Linked DNA regions of Bombyx mori: region 2 is linked to region 1. The links are chromatin contacts, called in public Hi-C maps. All regions are on one chromosome and are shown on one strand. The core of a region is the stretch at or near the end of the contact, and the rest is flanking DNA. Distances in the headings are between cores, read along the strand shown. Region 1 overlaps LOC101741679 (epidermal growth factor receptor). Region 2 holds the start of LOC101741679 (epidermal growth factor receptor).

Region 1 (2,700 bases), core at 84-2,583:
TATTTACCCAAGAAAGCCTCATGAGGCCACGATCGTCAGCAGGATTATCGACGCAAGGAGAAAGATTGAAGAAAAGTGAACAAGAAGGCTCAGTCCTGCGTGTTGCTGAATTCAGATCAGCAACCCTCTGGACGCCAAAGATATACCCAGCCAAAGATATAATTAGAACCCAAATTGACAGCGACCATCAATATTTCTGAAGTAATACACTGAAGAAGACGAGGATTATTAATGTCTAAATTAATATTAACTAATATTTTGTAGTTCAACGATTGGATGATTCAATATTGTTTACATCAATCGGACTTAAAAGAATTGTTTTATTGACAGTCATCAGACAGCCGATTTCATATACGAACTTGACATTGTTTCTGTAACGGCATTCTATTGAATAGTATTCCAGAAAAAAAATGTCATCAACTACATTAAATATTTATGGGACTTTGTCGGAATACTGTATTTGTTTAAAATTTAAATTGTATGTTGTAACCTTGCACGTCCGTGTTTCTTTTTCCTTGTCGTATGTACTCTCAATGCCATCGTTTTTTAACTGATCTATTAAACCTAACAAACGATTAACATTCACCTTTTACATGTATAGGGTTTCCGGTAGCGATCTTATAGTAGTAGTTCAGCCACGAGATCGTCTATTTAAGAGTTAAAGTAACCGACATGATGACAACAAATGTATTCAAATAGATACAAGAAACGAAGATCATAGCTTATCCTACATCTTCTTTAAGGGCGAACGAAATATGAAAATTTTCCGCCTAGCTGGTGTCATTGCCGTTCTTCCGAATTTGTATTGCATATATCTTGCAAATGCAATGCGTGAAAATGACGTTAGCTCAATTCAGGTGTTTGCCTAATTCCTTTTCATTCGGTGATAGTGACCTATTTTCTAGCTTCCAGCAAATGATCTAGATTATTTAATTGAAACAGAGTCGTGGTCGCGACCGACAAGCCTTGTTGTGATCCGGGATTAGGATGGCTTCGACTGAAAGTATGATGCATCCTAGATTGATTGTGAGGTTTTTATTGAAAATTGTGTTATAATAAATACCTAACAGTTAATAGAAAATATCAATAACGTAAATAATACTATTGATATAATACTACTACTGATCGAAGGTCTAAATATTGGGCCGGTACGCTAATAATTTACTCCGTTTTTTAATTATCTAGGTAATGGTACCACAGATTGATAACTAACTTCTATTAACTAACATATATCCCTATAAAACAATTTAGTAAACGCAGATGTGGTCGGGTTCCTCTAGTACGCAAGAAAAGTTTCATATTACTAGTCAACTAATGGCAAACAATGAACGATCCATGTGCGACCCATAGTGAATGATAACCCTAGTACAGTACTATTGTTATTTTTAATTTGACACCTCCGTGATCTTAGTGGTTTGTGTATTAGGGCTGTCTCATTTTGTAGAATAGAATAACTTTATCTTGGAACACTATAAGTAAATGGCAAACGATAGAACTATTCAATGTACGAGTATATAGTAACGGCAGATCATTTAGGGTTTTCTCTCTCAAGTAATTAGTAGTAGTAGTAATTATCAAAGACTGCGGTTTCGGATAATATAATCAATTACGTAAAATCTGTATAATTATATAAAAATGAATTGGTGTTCGTTAGTCTCGCTAAAACTTGAGAACGGCTGGACCGATTTGGCTAATTTTGGTCTTGAATTAATTGTGAAAGTCCAGAGAAGGTTTAAAAGGTAGATAAATATGAAAATGCTCGGACATAAATAAAAATAACAATTTTGTTTTTCCTTTGATGTGTCGGACGTCCGTCGGACGGATTCATTTTGCTTGTTTTAAGTTTATTTTATACAAATGTTTAGGTCTTTTATTTATCTACTGAGGCACTACGAAGTCTGTCAGGTCAGTAGTATACAATATATTTCAATTTTATATGCGCGTAATTTAAATTATCTTCTATGCTTAAGCTAGCTATTACTATGGGAATTCGATTCTTAATTTCGCCACTTAAGACGAACGTTCAGAACGAAAGTATTCCGACACTATGTAAATAATAACACATATCAATGTTATTATATATAGAATACGGTATATTACGTTTTTTAATACCTTTTGAAAGTAGACGGTGCACGCGGACCGCCTGGTGGCGAGTGATATAATCAACGCTCCCGGATAACAACAATGCCGGGGACACAGCCAACCTCCACAGCGGATGTGACTAGAAAACAACTAAATAGCTCGCTTATCCTGAGCACCGCTAATTACATATTGGAACCAAAAAAAAGTCACCGTCGCCAAAAACATGTCTTGTCGGATCCTTCAGTTCTGCTCTCGGTGCTTACAAGCTCTTCAAGCAAGAGTTCAACGAGAGAACTAACCCATGACACAAGCCACAACGACCCATGACGTTTTTTTTTTTTTTTTCCTACCTAAGCTGGTAGCCTAGAGAGGCTATTCCAGCGGAACCTTAACTAGTAGGTGAGCTCACGGGGCTCAAACCATGACGTTATATATGTACGAGTATTATATATAGATTTATGCAAGTTAAAATGAACCGGTTTAGTATGTGTATTCGGGCAGCCCTGATTTCCGTAATAGAACCGCTCTATTGAAAAACAATAAATAGAGCCATAATATATTTTTTAGCAACGTAAGTAACTTTTGCTCGATATTCTGCAAAGCGCCTTAAATTATTGC
Region 2 (2,700 bases), core at 75-2,574, 49 kb after region 1:
ATTTACTCGAAAGCAACATAACCTTGAAATTAGGTTTAGCAATTCCAGTTGCCAATTTTTATGTATCAATTCGTTATAGAAGTCGTCAATCAAAATGTATTTGATGCAACTTTTACGTTTCAGATACCGACAAACATATTGACAGTCTGTGACGTCGTCAGGGTACGGCTTACGGCCCTATCTCATCAAATAAGAAAATGTATGAAAGATCTACACGAATACTGTATCACATTTATCCACTTTGTTATTTACAAATGTAACGACGATAAATTTTTTATGATGTAAGTTCATAGGGTAGGCATAATTTTATTTTTACCTACATTATGCGCGCGATTGCTTTACTACGCCTGAATAGACTGGATTGTTGTACCGACTCATATCATTAGGCATTCAATATAAATCCAAAATGTTAACTTAACATCACAAAGTTATAGATAATTTGAAATTCAAGGAAATTTATATATTACCGATTGCTGTTTATAATCATACTTTATATTATGATGTATTATTATAAGGTTTATTATAATTTTAGGATCGTCTTGGACGAAACGGGGCAGATTTAACGGCCGTAGTTAAAGACTACAACGCGTTTCCACAGAGCAGTTTGTACTGTCTGGTAAACAAAATATACTTCTACATAACATTGTAAAATAAACCGTATTAAACTAGATCTAAAATCGTTAATTCGTTAACCTCAAATGTACAATATTCTTCAAATGTCAATTGTTCACGTGATCCTGATGTATACGAAAAGCACTGCTTAATTCATAACGTGATCTTCCAAGAAAAATATACCGGTGCTATCGCAATAAACAAGATTGCCTCATAATTGGAAACTTATTTCGGTGCTTGATGATCAAGTTTTACGTGAACCACCGTTATTTTAATAGTTTCGTTTGAGCCTTTCCACTCGGACGCTAGATAGAACGGTTCTGCGGGATGTGTTTATCCATTAGTTTGTCACTAGACCGAGCACCGCGTGTTACGGGACGACTAATGTAACAAAACACCAAGAAAGATTATAAAAACGCGAAACTCGTTTACGTTCATGTGAACCTGCCGTTTTCACTTAAGACGATAGTATGTAAAGCAAAATAAAAAAAAAATATATTGAAGGCTCACCTCTCTCCTGTATCTCGGCACGGACCAGCGCCGCCGCAACCACCACAAACACAAACAAGTTCCACATAATGTCACAGTCACAAGCACTCGACGAGGAACATGCTAGCAGACCCTAACACATTTGGCACCGCCGACACGAGTCGACACGTCCGCCTCGCACTCCAGCGCAGCCTGTATGACTGGCAAATGGCAATGACTATTCCTCTGTCCGCAGTCGCGTCGCTTCGTGTCGCTTGCGCACAGCCTCGCCGCTGCGCAAAGATTATTCATATAGACGTGCCACCCTAAACGACCTAGGTGAAGCGTTAGTTGAGTGAATCCTTTTAAATTTTCAATGACGTTATTTTACAATGATTAACACGCGGCGAGAGCGCATTACATGTGACTGGCGCCTTGAAGCGATTAATTTAAATTACGTTTTCATCAAAAACCATTCAAGTTTCGGTTCGCATTCACTAAGGACTCTGTAAATATTGCTGGCACCAGTGGCACCTATAACTCCGGCCATGGAATGCATGTTATGCTTACTGGAATAGAAGAGGTAAAGTTTAGTTAATAAAATGACAATTTTAATCTCAGTTATCAATCAAGAACCGTATAAAATAATTTGTAAGCTTTTTATTTGTGTTTTAATCAAAAAATTAAGAAACATTTTGTAGTACGTATCAATAATAAATGAACGAATTTCTTTGGAAATATTTAGAAAATAGTTTATCAATCATTTTCATAATGCGTAATAAAAGTTGACTCTTGCCTTCTACATTACAATTAAAATAATCGAGGTAAGGAAATCGTTGAAACTACTAATAGCTTTTGGTGCGTTTTAACTGTCCTCTCTACGTCTTAGCTACTCTTTGATGAGGCGGACAGTGGCGGAGCGAGGCTGAACGGCGCGTATGGCAGGTAATTCTCCAGGACTATGAGGGGTGGACCGGGACAACGGGGAGGCGGGGGTTCCCACAATGCACTTGCGTTTCTGATGAAAGAAAGCCTCACGTGTTCGCTCCCATACAATGGCATTCAGGAGTTTCAATTCTGTTTGAATGAGCTTGAGAGAGAACGCTGCCGATCTGCTTTTGACCGGCGCATCGGAGTCATTTGACCCATTCGTAATACGTGCTTATTTAAATTTACTTTTTTTTTTTGTTATAAGTGCATGAGGAGGTTTGGACAAAATAATTATTGTGGTTTTAGATGGTATACAACTTTTTTGTAAACGGTTTTTTAATAAGGTCTCTTTTAAAGGGTAGCTGCAATTTTTAGTTATCCGGCTGTTGAGTTTTGGAGCTGAGCTGTATTTTTATAATAGCTACCTATACTGATAGCCTCGAGGGGCTGTATCAGCCTCACTGAACGTGTAGGCGAATCTCACAAGGCTCAACCTGGCGAGTTAGCTAGCCCTAGCAAGCTATATCACCATCGACATGAAATCTCCGTGCTAAAAAGATATCTTATCCTTTGCGAGGTGTATTCGTTTCGAGCCATTATGCCGGTGTTTCTTTATTTTAGAAGTCGTCGTGGCCTAACGGATAAGACGTCCGATGTATTCGTGTTGAGCGATGCACCGGTGTTCGAATC

Evidence for each region. Hi-C and Micro-C count contacts between places; a contact is called where the count stands out from the background.
Region 2: a contact with region 1 is called in a Hi-C map of posterior silk gland, with 2.2 times the contacts expected there. The contact joins the promoter of LOC101741679 here to the enhancer-like site in region 1. A contact is called at or near these places in 2 of 7 Hi-C or Micro-C datasets (middle silk gland and posterior silk gland).

The regions. Positions count from the first base shown.
Region 1 is chr1:5,435,953-5,438,652 of ASM3026992v2, forward strand. The region is part of intron 1 of LOC101741679 (epidermal growth factor receptor); the gene reads right to left. Among protein-coding and RNA genes, the nearest start is that of LOC101741679, 49 kb to the right of the region's middle. Within about 2 kb of position 1,334, at least 2 of the 8 cell types and tissues checked have open chromatin away from gene starts, as enhancers often do.
Region 2 is chr1:5,484,698-5,487,397 of ASM3026992v2, forward strand. LOC101741679 (epidermal growth factor receptor) reads right to left here and starts at 1,325. Exons shown (of 5, transcript XM_038014145.2): 1 at 1,123-1,325. The coding sequence starts at 1,189.